Regions from separate parts of the Mus musculus genome. Here all the other regions are linked to region 4. Evidence: chromatin contacts called from public HiCAR-type and promoter capture Hi-C data. All regions are on one chromosome and are shown on one strand. Each heading gives the region's core, a stretch centred on a gene start, on an enhancer-like site or on the middle of the called end of the contact. The rest is flanking DNA. Distances are from core to core; before and after follow the strand shown. Region 1 holds the start of Rapgef6 (Rap guanine nucleotide exchange factor (GEF) 6). Region 2 holds the start of Hint1 (histidine triad nucleotide binding protein 1). Region 3 holds the start of Cdc42se2 (CDC42 small effector 2). Region 4 holds the start of Cdkl3 (cyclin-dependent kinase-like 3). Region 5 holds the start of Fnip1 (folliculin interacting protein 1).

What was found. Promoter capture Hi-C pulls out the DNA fragments that hold promoters and counts their contacts. HiCAR-type assays count read pairs that join an accessible place to other places.
Region 1: a HiCAR-type map of astrocytes shows a contact between it and region 4, with 4 times the contacts expected there. The contact joins the promoter of Rapgef6 here to the promoter of Cdkl3 in region 4.
Region 2: a promoter capture Hi-C map of liver shows a contact between it and region 4, with 4 times the contacts expected there. The contact joins the promoter of Hint1 here to the promoter of Cdkl3 in region 4. A contact is called at or near these places in 2 of 39 promoter capture datasets (liver and pre-B cells).
Region 3: a contact with region 4 is called in a promoter capture Hi-C map of pre-B cells, with 4 times the contacts expected there. The contact joins the promoter of Cdc42se2 here to the promoter of Cdkl3 in region 4. A contact is called at or near these places in 4 of 39 promoter capture datasets (cranial neural crest, liver and pre-B cells).
Region 5: a promoter capture Hi-C map of liver shows a contact between it and region 4, with 2.3 times the contacts expected there. The contact joins the promoter of Fnip1 here to the promoter of Cdkl3 in region 4. A contact is called at or near these places in 1 of 39 promoter capture datasets (liver) and 1 of 484 Hi-C or Micro-C datasets (B cells).

Annotation. Positions count from the first base shown.
Region 1 is chr11:54,521,582-54,524,281 of GRCm38.p6, reverse strand. It overlaps Rapgef6 (Rap guanine nucleotide exchange factor (GEF) 6), which reads right to left and starts at 1,437. Exons shown (of 29, transcript NM_001252494.1): 1 at 1,164-1,437. The coding sequence starts at 1,232.
Region 2 is chr11:54,865,068-54,867,767 of GRCm38.p6, reverse strand. It overlaps Hint1 (histidine triad nucleotide binding protein 1), which reads right to left and starts at 1,385. Exons shown (of 3, transcript NM_008248.3): 1 at 1,168-1,385. The coding sequence starts at 1,278.
Region 3 is chr11:54,786,277-54,788,976 of GRCm38.p6, reverse strand. Cdc42se2 (CDC42 small effector 2) reads left to right here and starts at 1,274. Exons shown (of 6, transcript NM_178626.3): 1 at 1,274-1,417.
Region 4 is chr11:52,002,796-52,005,495 of GRCm38.p6, reverse strand. Cdkl3 (cyclin-dependent kinase-like 3) reads right to left here and starts at 1,275. Exons shown (of 14, transcript NM_001166654.1): 1 at 986-1,275; 2 at 404-583. The coding sequence starts at 568. It also overlaps a transcript of Ube2b not described here.
Region 5 is chr11:54,436,920-54,439,619 of GRCm38.p6, reverse strand. Fnip1 (folliculin interacting protein 1) reads right to left here and starts at 1,441. Exons shown (of 18, transcript NM_173753.4): 1 at 1,232-1,441. The coding sequence starts at 1,323. LOC115487771 (a long non-coding RNA gene) reads right to left here and starts at 1,225. Exons shown (of 2, transcript XR_003949675.1): 1 at 713-1,225.

The sequences.
Region 1 (2,700 bases), core at 188-2,687, 2.5 Mb before region 4:
CTCTTAGGAGTCCACTACGAGAATCTTTTGACAGCAGAAACGAACTTGTGAGAATTTCATAGAACTCTTTGTCAAAATAAAGCATCACTAGCACTCTGGATAATGATTTATTAGTAACCTAAATTCTACACTCATTCAAAAATACAGCCAATGAATCCAAGCAGTTAATATTCCCTTCAACAATGTTGCTATTCCAGTAACACAAGATAAAAGTCCTCAACACAGCACACATGACCAAGCATAAGTTCCCCAACAGTTGAGAAAACGTCCTCTACTTAAAAAGACTCAATTTCAAACTAAGTAATTCGGTACCTGAAGAGAAACAAGGTTTTCCTTCATTACCTAAATAATGTTCGTAAATAAAACTTAAAATGCACATTACAATGGTAATCACCACAGAAAAGCTGATTCATAAATTATAAGTAGGAAAAAGTAGCCCCTGGAAAGGGGTGGGCAGGTGCCTTGTTACTATGCAAAGATCAAGGTTTCAGGAAGCAAGCTGGACACATCACAACTTCAATAATGGCTGTAACAAAGTCATGTCCCAGAGTGTTACCCAAAGTTTGAGACTTTCTATGCAAAGAACTCTAAGTATGAAACTCCCGTGACTAAAAATTAAAACATTTCATTTCAGTTACTGCAACTTCAAACAAGACGACTCATTGCATTTACATTGCTGTTGGGTTTTCCTTTTTTTTTTTTTTAATTTTGGTATAATACACATAGCCACTAAGATTATAGAAACGTCTTCAAACCAAGAAAACTTAACAAATAATCTTAAACTTCCCACGGAAAGTTTGAAAAAGCACCAGGGAACCACTCGACACGCATCACCCGCCACGGGACTTACTACTATCTGGCTGACGCAGAGTCTGATACGGACATTGGAAACCTGTCTTCTGGGGGCAATTGTGCAGTATCTGAGATGAACGCACAGCACACACTGGCTATGGTATGAACTGTCTCTTACACATCATTATTCCCAGCTTGTTTTTCAGCCCACCTGAGCACACACAAACTCAGAAGCCAGTCAACAGTAACGGTGCTTTCTTATCACAAGTACAAGGAAGTCCCCGGCAGGAAGCGGCAGGAAAGGTGCTCATCACCCTGCGCGGCTACGGCCAGGTCGGGGCCGAGCAGTGCTCGCCAGTGCCCGGCCTTACCTCAGGAGTCCGCTCGGGCGGCTTCTTCCTCAGTGCCTGCCGAGCGCCGGGGTCCACGGGCGAGTTCATGTCCGCAGCCACAGGCTCCCTAGCCTGCGTCTAGCTGCCCATTCTCCAGCTCCGGGTGTACGCCAGCCCCACCGGGAGGGAAATGAGAACTGTCGCAGGGTCCAAACTCAAGCAAACAAGTCTTCGCAACGCCCGCCCAGGGCCTCAGCCCACGCGCGACTGGCCAGAAAGACGCCTGCGCGGGGGCGAGACTGGCCGAGAACGCATGCGCATGCGCACGACGCGCACACTAACGCCCGCCTGGCCGTGACGTAGAGAGATGGGCGTGGAGGGGGCGGAGAATGAGCGGCTTGGCTTTTCTTCGCGAGACTCCGCCTCGGTTACAGGATTGTAGTTTCCGCATACCCAGCTTCCGGTTGAGGTTCCGGAAATGCTACGAGGGCGTCGCCAAAAATAGACTATCGGGTAGAGCTGTGGGTAAGATGCTTTGGTTTAGCGCTCGAGTCCGGAAACCGCGGGGCTCTTATGGCCCCGCGGAAATCGAGGCTGCCATTCAGCAAGCGGGGAAGCCCACGCACCGCTCCGCAAGCCACGGATCTCGGGGCAGTACTCGCGCACCTAGCCCACCGCAACCTTGTGGCGTATTCTACGCGACTTTAAAAAACAAAAACAAACCACGAAATCGATAGTGAAAGCTGCCTCAAAAAAAAAAAAAAAAAGAAGAAGAAAAAAAAAGAGAGAAAGAAAAAAGCGTTTTGAAGACTAGAGCTATAGTTCAGAGTAGCCTGCTGGTCTAGCGTGCACCAGATTGTCTTGGCTTCTGTGTGCAGAATTTTAGGATTTTCCTTTAAAGGGTTTAATGACCAAAAAGCCTCAGGTGGACTAAGGAACTCCTGATTCGAAAGTTGACAGATAACACCTGTGGGCTGTCAGAATCCTTGCCTTCTGAGAAGATCAGCATGCCAACTTGGTATTTATTTAGCACTTTGAGACTGTAGGGGAACCGACCCGCAGGTGAAATCTTATATCCCAGAGGTTTTTTCCCGTCCTATAGAACTTCAGGCCCTCTGCACCACCTGTGCAGCTTCCACTCCCGTGGAGAAACTGGTGTCACTTGTTCTGATTAAAGGACAGAACTTCTGTGGAGGTAGATCTGCCCTTTTATTTCCACTTGCCTCCATCCTAATCTAACAACCTTGACTAAAATCTGGGCAGTGAGAGTGAGTGGGTGGGGGCTGCTTTAACCTAAGCAGTGCTCAGAGCAAACCTCTCCACTCCGTTTTGTATTGAATTTTACATTCTAGTCTCTAACAAAATAAAGACAGCTTCAGTTTTGTTACTTGTCCTTTGGAACAAGAAAAGCTGCAAAAACTGATTGTTATTATTCCTGTTATGATAAAAGTAACCCTAGGTTTATTTTGGCCCCCAGATTGAGCCAGAAGTAACAGGAGCTGTCAATCAATGGACATGAGTGCTGGGAACTTAACTCAGGCCCTCTCCGAGGGCACTGCTTGCTCATAAACCACAG
Region 2 (2,700 bases), core at 136-2,635, 2.9 Mb before region 4:
TCCAAGTGCAAGAACCACAGGATGCTGGTTTTGTGTTTAAAGCTTTTTCTTTCTTTCTTTGCAAGTGTTCTGTTTTGCTTTGTTTTTGAGTTAGGGTCTTATTCCATAATACAGGCTGGCCAGTCTTATGGATGGTGGGACTGGGATTACAGAACACACTAAAAGACTTGCAAACTTTGTAAATGAAATGGGCCTTTTTCTAAGACTAGTGACAAATACAGGCAATTTAAATAAAACTCACCTCAAGAACCCAATGAAATTTGGAGTACTATTTCAAGTCTATGTGAACATTACCAGTAGCATTAATGCTTTCTCATATTGCATGTTTCTTAAAGTGAACTGAACAAACCCGTATAAAACCTTTTGGTCAATGGGCCAAGCTCCCACCCTGCTTTATGTGAGACTGAAAGCCATAAACAGAACTGTCTAGGGAATAATTTACAAAATTGGTCTTCACTATCGACTGAGATTTCATCTATCAAGGAGGGGAAAAAATACAACTTTGGATCTTGCACCATAAATGTTTTCTCCGATCAGCAGGGTGTGGGCTGCCTGCAATCCTTAGCATATGGGTGGTGGAGGCGGGGGATCAAGGGTTCAAGGTCCGCCCCAGTTAGTTAGTCAGCAAGTTCATGGCCTGCCTAGAGTAGTGAAGCCGATCTATTAAAATAAAACAAACAAAACACCCTAAAGCAGTATTTTTTTAAAAAGCTTGAAGGGCTAATTCCAGTCCCCAGAGGCAACGTCTGCAGCCGGAGCAGGGGACAGGGAGCATAAGGATCTCGAATCCCCGGTCACCTCGCAGTGCGGGGACCGCTGCGCGCGGGAGATCGCGGAGATTGCGCCGGGGGCAGGATCCGGTTTCCCGAAGGCCAGATTGACACCCGCGTGGTGGGTGGCGGCCGCGGGCCCCGGTGGGCGTCACCCCACGGGTCTGCACTTTACAGGGGGCCCGGGCGGGCGTCACCTCCCGGGGCCTCCGCCCGCATCACCTCACCAGGGCCGCGACACGCGGCGGGCCGAGCGGCCGATAACGCGTAACCCGAGCGCAGGCACGCGCCGCAGGGCCACGCGGGCGCAGGGCCAGGCCAGCCGGGCCGCGCGTCGCCTCAGGCCCGCGGCTCCTCAGGGAACGCCGGCGTGTCGCCGGGCAAGCGGCAAGCCTACCCGGTCGTCCTCGAAGATGATCTTGGCGGGGATTTCTTTGCGGATGATCTTGCCGAAGATCGTGTCGCCGCCGGGCTGGGCCACTTGAGCCTTGGCAATCTCGTCAGCCATCGCGGCCGCTCACTGTCCTTCCCGCGCCGCGGCCACAGTGGGGAGAGGAACCGCGGGAGCGCGCGGAGACTGCCGGCTCGCGCCCGGTGGGCCTGCGCGTGCGCACTGGCGCCGGCGTGCGGCGAGCGAGGGAACGAAATGGGCGGAGGAAACGCCCTTTCTTTGCCTCTGCACCTCTATAGGAAATTTTGATTTGCCAGTTCTGGGAGGAGGCTCGGCTTGGTACAGTGCTTTCCAAGCGCGTACGGAGTTCTAGGTTTGATCCCTTCCTCTCACGAGCCCGGCTTGGTGCTGCACGCCTGTAATCCCAGAGTTTGAGAAATGAAGACAGGAGGATGGAAGAGTTTAGTTCATCCTTCTCCACATTGTTTGAGGCCAGCCTGGGCTACCCGAGACCCTGCTCCAGAACAGTCTGGTTTCTATTTCAAGTTGTTCTGATCACATTTACTGGGTGTGATACCTTAGCCTTCCCTTTTTTAATTTTTTAAAAAAGATTTTTATTTTATATGTAGATGAGTATTTTGCAAGCATGTGTAAGAGTGAATCACATCTAATGCTTTGGATCCCCTGGAACTGGAGTTACAGTTGTGAGCCATGTGGGTGGAGGGAACTGAAGCCTGGTCCTTTCTGCAAGAGGAACAAGTGCTCTTGACCGTGATCGTTTAAACCCTCAGCTGTTTGAGGCCTTAGCTAAGAGCCAGGTGAAGTCTTACATCAGGTGGGGTTTTTTTGTTTGTTTGTTTCTTGCTGTGTGTGGCAGCAATTCTCAGTCATAACTACACACTAAAAACCACTTGGGAGCTCTTTAAACATCTCTGGCCACACTCTGCATCAATTAAGTCCAAGACTGCAGAGATGAGACCTTAGGTGGCAGTTGTTTGTAAGCCTCTTGGGCCATTTTCCCCGGCAGGAATCAGCTTCAGGTAAGATGCTCCACCTGGAAGAAACAAAAAGTCTTCCTTGGCCCCACCTCCACCCTTCCTCCTCTCTATCCCTTTGCTCCTCCTAAAAAGTGTTTTCTACATATGGTGTGCACTTTGTCATCATTGGTCCTTTGGGTCATTTCCTCCTTGTCGGGATTAGGCAGGACCTCCAATCAGCGTTCTCTAGACAATCGCAGTTGTCATATAGATCTGTTGGCCTGGTTGCTACAGTTGTTACCCTTGTCTTCTTTCAACATCTCACACCCTTGCCCTCTGGATGTTGGTTTTTTTTTTTTTTTTTCCTGCACGCTAAGCCTCCATTTCCATACCTCATTAGATTTTGTTCCTGGCCCTCTTATCTGACAATCTCCAAGTGGCCATAGGAAGAAACCTTGGGGACTTAGAGAGATGGTTCAGCGATCAAGAACACAAACTGTTCTCACAGAGGCCAGCACAAACATCACAACTGCCTGTAACTCCAGCTCCAGGGAAGTCAGAT
Region 3 (2,700 bases), core at 25-2,524, 2.8 Mb before region 4:
GTTTAGGCTACGCATCATTGTTAAAGAAGATCTGAGTGGAGTTGAGGGGAGAAGGCAGACATTAGAGAATGTCCTAGTCCCTGAGTATAGACTGGACATTGCAAGCACCAGTGAGACTGGAGATGAATTCTGAGACCTATAGGGAAAAAAAAAAATCTCAGAGGCTTTGTCAGCCATTGTAAAGATGTTATCTTCTACAGTAACGGGAACACTGGTGGATTTTGATCGGATGAGACATGAGCTGACTCTCCTTGCGGGAGGATATTCTCCCTCTTGTTTTGACAACACAGTTTGTTGATGGTGGTCAGGGAGGTCATTTAAGAAAGCCACTGAAGTGTGACTGGGACCACGGATGACAGAAACAATGTAGATGAACAGTCTGATTTTCTTTTTGTTTGAATGTAGAACCACGCCAATTACCCTTATGGACAGAATGGATGTGAAATTGAGAATAAGAGGAACCAAGGAGTACTCCAGTTTTGTCACTGAACAAGCTAGAAATTTCCTATCAATAGTGATGGTCATGCAGCTCCCTGTCTGAGTATGTGTGGCTAGATTTCAGTGGGAAGGCGTCCATTTGTTTCTTGCTTCTGGGTGCCTAAAGTGTAAAGTTAATGTAGTCATAAAATGTGGTGGCTGAGGCAGGAGGACTGCTGTGAGTTCCAGGTCAGCCAGGGTTCTACTCCAAAAGTCCTTAAGCTTGTGACATACACTAGTAATCCCAGCGCTTGGGAGACGGAGGCAGGAGGATCACAAGATCCAGGCCATCCTTACCTATATAGTGAGTTTGAGGCCACTCTGGGGCTACAAAAAGGCCCTCCCTCAAACAACGTCAAAGCAAAACCAAAAAAAAAAAAAAAAAAAAAAAACCAAAAAAAAAAACGATCCCACAAGAAGTCACAGAGACGAACTTTTCAAATGCCAGGTAGATATTCTTGACTCTCCAATGAGTCAGTGATTCTGATTCCTTGAAAGTAACGTGATCTGAGCGTGAGAGACATCTGGTGCTGGCCAGCTCTGCCTAGCAGCGCCTTGCTCGCCCGGGCACGTCTACGGCTGGATCCGGACAGGAAGGTGCTGTGGCGCGAGGCAGCGGCATCCATCTTCCCCGTAGCCCACCCAGCGGTCACTCTTTGCGCGCCTAGCATCCCCTAGGTCTCGCCACTCCCTCACTGGGCGGGGCCTCACAGCTACCAGCCCGCCTACTGGGGGGGGACAGGGCGTGTCCTTGTAGTGGGGGCGTAGCCGCGCAGCCGCACACACCGCTTGTGGCTCCGCCTCTGCGCGCCAGAGCCTAGGCGGGAGGGCGGAGCCCGAAGCGGGGAGCGCAGCTGCTTGGTGTGTGGAGATCCTGGAAGCTTCGGAGCCGGCGCTCGGAGCCGCGCGGCTGGAGCAGGCGGCGGAGACAAAGGCGACGGTGAGTGAGGGAGAGGGCCCCACGTTGGCCCCGCCGCCCGAGGCGCCAAGTGTAGGGTCGCCACTCGGAAGGTTGAGGGCGAGCGCGGCCCGGGCCTCTCCGCGCTGCGGACTGGGGCAGCAGACTGGGGCTGCGGACTGACTGAGGCTGCGGCGGCTCCATTTTCCAGTCTGGGCGAGGTCCTCACGCGAGGACCGGCGTATGGTTCTCTTCATTCTCCGTGAGGCCAGCTTTCACCGTAGCCTGCACCTTCCCGATGGGGGAGGCGCTACGGACCCCTCCCCCAGTCCGCAGCCCCGCCAGTCTGGACCGGCGCGGAGCGGCTGGGCTCCCGAACCCCGACTCCCGCCCGGCCTGCCTGGGACCCCGAGAGAGGAAGCCGGGCCACTGCCTCGCAGTCGCTGCGGCGACTCTTACAGGTTGTTGCACCGGGAGCTCGCGGCCACGGTGGTGAGCATTACTAACGGGTGTGGTAGGTAGCGGCTCGCTGACGTCCGCATTTCGAGCTGAGGAGCAGCCCGGTGCCGGCTGATTTCAGGCAACCCTGGGAATTCCGTTTTAGCGGCAGTGATTGCTACTGCCGAGCTTTCCTGGAGGAGTTTGGTAGTGATGTGCAGAGCGCAGCACTGAGACGTTCTGGGCCTGGGAGTACAGCTCAGTGGTAGGGAACTTGCCTTGCATGTAGGAGGCGGCCCAGAGTAGTTCAGTTCCCCAGTACTCCCACCCGCCACAAAAAGAGGGGGGGGGGGGAAGAAAGAAAGAAAGAAAATTAAATGCTCTTAAAGGACCCTTGCTTAGTAAAATATTGATATAATGAATGAATCTTAAAACACCACACAGAACTGTTCCTACTAGTAAGATGAGGCACATAGCTTCTTGACTCAGATAAAGGACTATTGGAAAGAATGCCTAGCAAGTTTCTGTCCCCCATCCCCATGTAAACTATTAATAATTAGTTGGTCATTATTGCCAGCCAGCATAGCAGATAGTACCTTTGAGATGTGAAATTTTTGAGAGAAGTTGGCTTACAGATTTCTGTTTCTCAGCAGGCCTGATTTCTCCTTTTCTTTGAAAATAATTGAGAAAGATGTTTGGGGTGCATTTTGAGGTCTAGCTTTCTATGTAGTAGGAGTAAAGATGTGTGTGGGCTTTGGAGGGACTGTGGCATGGTCAGTCTTGGATCTCTATGAGCCAGGGAGAGAGAGCTCTGAACTTTAGGGGAGGGGATCTAATGTCGCCTTGGTGGTTAAACATCACAGTTTACCCAGCATACTCATTAGACA
Region 4 (2,700 bases), core at 26-2,525:
TCGTTTTCCACAATCCCTTGTACAAAGCAGACATCCTTACTAAGTATTATACTTGAATAGTTTTGAATGATTTTACAATACTAGCATAATTGTTATACACAAGCACACAATCTTATATCAATAAAAAAGTACAGATTGTAGACAATGAGGGTTTCTCTATGACAGGTCTTAGTTTATCTGTTAATGGAAACATTCTTTCATATATTTTATTTTTATCCCATAACAATTTCTCTTTTGACTTAAATAATCAAGGAAAAAGAAGATGGGTGTTTCAATGTAGGCCTGTAAATCTTAGCCCTGGAAAAAAATAAAGCATTTCAAGACAGCCTGGGCTGCATAGCAAGATAGGTCCCAATGGGAAAACAAGAAAAAATATATATAATAAAAGGCAAAAGAAGCAAACCTTTAGAAACTTTATTTCTCTCGTTGCAATTTTGTTGACAGATTTTTCTGGTTTCTCATAGAAAATCTTAATGGCCACTATTCGCCCAGTGTCCTTATGTTTGCATTTCATGACCGTTCCATAACTTCCCTCTCCCACTTTTCCAAGGGTTTCATACATCTCCATTTTCAAGCCTGGCTTCTACTTCACAGAAATAAAGAAAGAAAACGTTAAACGTTCACACTTTCAATTATACAAGCTCTATAATGCTTAGAGATAATCCCCTACTTTCGGATATAAGAACAAAAACTAGGAGTGCCGGCTACAGCAGAGCCTGCTCGAGGGAACTCTTAAATTGTCTAAGAAGCTCCAACTTTCACCAGAACGCAGGATGTCCTTCATTAATCTAGCATTTTGTGTAGACCGGGATTGAGAAATAAAAGAGGTCTGATATGCGTTTAACTCAGGCATCCTTTTAGAATACGGGATTTACAATTTGAGGTCCCCTTTCAGGAACAATGGAAGCCAAACTAAAAAGTCCCGCTAACAACACTGCGGGTCCCTTGTTAGGAGCCACGGTCCACCAAGCGTGGGGACTCCCACCTCAGCACTAGTCACCCATACGTCCTGCCCTCTCCTCAAACACGCAGTCTGTGCAGCCCCAACCCGAGTGGCCCGTCTCGCCGCGCTGTCGACCTCGTCCTGAGAACCACCGCCGCCTCAGCCCATCCTGTAGTCCCGCCGGCCCGGCTGCGTGCAAGTCCCAGCCGGCCCGGGACACCACACCTCCTCTCCTGGCCGACCTTGCCGGCTCGGGGCAGCCGGACGCCCTGGCAACGGGGTGAGGGCGGGGCACTGCCGCGTTCCGAGCACAGTACGCAAGACTGGAAATTGCTGAGGTCCTGACCCGGAAGGGAAAGTGACACGAAGCGGAAGATAGACCCAAGGGGAAGGGGGAGGGACGTAGGAGGCCCGCGTGCTTGCAGGTGGGGGTGGGGGTGGGGGGTGGGGATGAGGGAGAGCGGGGCATTTTATAGCAGAATGAACGCCTGGAGGCTTTCGCCCGGCAAGAGAGCGTTTTGTCACCTGGGTGGTTACTGGTCCCTTACTTGTGCCCGGTTCTAGGAGGTTGACGGAGATAATTGGATCTACGGAACACTTATGGGGCTACAGTTTGCCAGTGCTTCGTTACTATTCCATGCAACCGATTTCGACCTCAAAGTCGACATAATCCTTAAACCGGGGACAAGATCGTTTTTGGATAGAGGGCTTAGCTCGGTAGTAAGCCACATACTCAGCGTTCACTACTCCTCTGACTTATTTCTAACACCATTTCTGTACACATTTTCAGTTTCCCAATTACTACTGCTTTCTACCTACTAGTGATCCCTTTTTGTTTTGAGACAAGGGCTACTATATAGCTCCGGGTAGCCTGGGACTCACAATGTATACTTCCAGGCTGGCCTCAAACTCCCAAGATTATCTGCCTGCTTAGAGTGCTGTGCTGAGTGCCATCATATCCAGCCCTAGCAGTACTTTTAAAGTTTTCTCATGACGTGTGAAACGCAAAACTTTTTAGGAAAACAAAATAATTCACCGGACTCTGCCACAGGCTGAGTAAGTACAAGGACGCCTAGGGATGTACTTTTAAATAGCCCGCAGAGCTTTTAAAAGGGCTCCATTTTTACAGATCTTGATTTAACTGTAATAGCAAAAGTAGGTCATCGAGATGGCTCAGTAGGAAAAGGCTACGAAGCCCAAAGTGTAGAGTTCAATTTCTTGGACCTACGTGGTGGAAAATGAACCAACTCCTCCAAGTTGTCTTGTGACCTATACACACAAATGAATGTGCACAACGAGTGTGCTGAGTAGTGTAAAAAAGAAACTAGTTTGCTTTTTTAAAAACAAAAACAAAAAACAGTTTAGGGCTGGAGAGATGGCTCAGCGGTTAGGATTACTGACTACTACTCCAGAGGTCCTGAATTCAGTTCCCAGCAACCACATGGTTACTCACAAGCATCTGTAATGGGATCTGATGCCCTCTTCTGGTGTGTCTGAAGACAGCTACAGTGTATTTGTAAAAAAAAAAAAAAAAAAAAAAAATCTTAAAAAACAACAAACAAACAAAAAACAGCCGGGCGTGGTAGCTCACGCCTTTAATCCCAGCACTTGGGAGGCAGAGGCAGGCGAGTTCCAGGACGGCCAGGGCTACACAGAGAAACAGTTTAGACGCATTTCCATTTTTGCAATTTTGCTACTAACTGCTAGAGCCTGGCTTTGGAGCTTGAGAGTTAGGAGGGCTGGGCACTTGGCTTGGA
Region 5 (2,700 bases), core at 192-2,691, 2.4 Mb before region 4:
TAGAAACAGTGGTCTATTCAAATGTTATCTTTTAAATCTCTCTCCAGAGGCTGCTTCCCGGGTCTCTGGTTTTCCTAGGTGTCCCGGTGTATTATCTGGTGTTATCTGCACTTTCGCTTTTCAAAGGAAAAACAACTGTCAGATGACTACGGCACAAGACATTTACTTCCCATTACGAAGAAAAGCCACTGCCATGAAAATTCTTTTGTTAAGCTTGTTTCCAAAACGGTAACTGACCTTTTTCTCCCATTAAATATCAGTTAAATTACTTGCCATTTGATATTCAATCTCACACATTGTTTCCTGATGGGATCTGTATTATTGACAGCGTGGATAATTTGAAAAATATTAAAGCCTCTAAGACTTATGTAGTGCAGTCATCTGATACTTGGGCTTGCTGCAAAATTTGACACTGTTTCCCTTTTACTATTACTGTACAACTGAGTTCTCGGCCATACAGCCAAGTTTGTCTGATATGTGACATTTGGCCTAGTTACATGCGAAAGTTTCCATAGCGCATTATGGAAGACAAAACAATATCTTCTTCAAATACAATTCCACGGCTGAATTTAACCATTGAGCTAAGCTTCTATATATCTGACAATTCTAAAAAGTTACTGTACCAGCAACAGGTACTGCAATCAGAAAGAAACAAAGCATGCAATCACAAACAAACACACACACACACACACACACACACACACACAGCTACCGTTTTCCATTTGCAAGAAACTCCTTTTCAGTAACAGGTGTAAGAAGGGAAAGAAAATTCGACAGTAAGTTCTACCGCAAGTCCTCCTCGAGTCTGGTCAGTAGTAACCCTAACCACTTCGGTTTCGCATTTCTCCTTCGATAACACTAAGGTCGCTCGGCAAGAGAACTGCACAGCTCCAATTTTAGTTTCCAAGAAGCCTGACAGACCGCCAGCCTGCCCACTCGCTCCTCCAGCCTCCTCAGTGCTCCGCAGGTTGGCCGAACGCGCGACAGTCTGCACAAAGCCACCCGAGGGCTGCGGATCACAGGGAGACAGCAGCTCCCGGCCGGGCCCCGGAGGCCTGCGGTGAGGTCGCAGCCCGGGCAGCGTGCGGACCGACAGCCTCCCGAGGCCGCCGTGCTGGGGCTGGGGACGCGGCGCGTGGCGCGGGCGGGGCATAAACAGCCTAGCGAAGAGGGCAGGGGACCGCACGCCCCGCCCGAGGCCGCGACCCCTCGGGGGCCCGCGACGCCTCACCTGAACGCGCAGTCCGGGTCGCGGGCGTCTCGTCCCGGCGCGCCTAATCCGCTCCGCTTGCTGAAGAGCTTCTGGAACAGGGTGGGGGCCATGCTGGCCGCCGCAAGACTGGGGTCGCTCGGCTGGGAGCTCGCAGGAGGCCCCCCGCTCCTACCGCCACCCCGCCACCCCCATGGGCGCCTCAGTCATATGACAGAAATTAGTCACTTCAAACGGCCACGGCGCGCGGGGCGGAGCGCGAGATTGAGGTCGCGGCGATTGGCTGGCGACGAGCCGTATCACGTGGCAGCAAACTGAGCGGGGGGCGGGGTGGGGGTGGGGAGGCGGGGCCGCCTGCCATTGGCTGGCTCACGGGTCCGTCACGCGGCCTCTCACGGGGCGGGGCGTGCGAGGGCGCGCGCGGCTGGGTGGCAAGAGAAAGCCTCTGGGACCCAGGCCCGCCTCTGACCCTCCCAAACTGCTAGGGCTCTAGGAGGAGACCTAGGTCTGTGACTTGAGGTGCGGTTTCCATTGACGCCCGCACTTAGTCTCTAGGAAGATCTAGCGACTGGGGGCTCAGGCTCGATCTCCTTGGTAACCAAAAAGATCACAAGCAAAACCAAGAGAGGCAAGCAGCCGTAAAAAAAAAAAAAAAAAAAAAAAAAAAAAAAAGACATCTATCTAAAAATATCTAACCCTTTATGCTAAGTATTTAGAATTTGAAAGACTGCGGTTAAAGAGCTCAGTAGTTAGAGGCCCTGGGTTTGATCCTCATCACCAAACAAGAAGTTTAGCAAAATGTCTAAGAGAGACAATCAGAACTTCCATGAAACAAAGCTGTATATCTTTAATATCTGGGTATGAGGAAAGGAGGAACTGTAACATTGTTACCAAATGGCAAGACTGCTCTCAAAACGGAAAATACAGCTCACGAACATCCTTCCAGTCTTATCAAACCATCAGTGTTCAGATCAAATTCGTCATCCGTTTACCAGGATGAGGGATTTCGTACAGTGGAATGAAGTTCTCTGAGAAATGTGGATGAATGTGGGGAAATACTGGTGTATGTTTGCAAGGGTAGACAAAGACGCTTGAGAATTTCACTTAGCTAGACATAGGAACCAAATCTTTAAGAAGTTGTCAGCTGATCTGCAGTTGAAAAAAAATAAATAAGTAGCCCTTATTTACATGGGAAAAAGAAAAAATGCCGGGCAGTGGTGGCACACGTCTTTAATCCCAGTACTTGGGAGGCAGAGGCAGGCAGATTTCTGAGTTCAAGGTCAGCCTGGTCTACAGAGTGAGTTCCAGGACAGCCAGGGCTACACAGAAAGATCCTGTCTCGAAAAAACAAAACAAGAAAACAAAACAAAAGAATAAAAGAAAAATTAGCAGGATATTTTTATATCGTTAATAATTTATCACTGGTCAGCATGTTGAGCTGTTACAACATGTTACAAAGTCTCATGTTACAAGACTTTTTTATATTTATT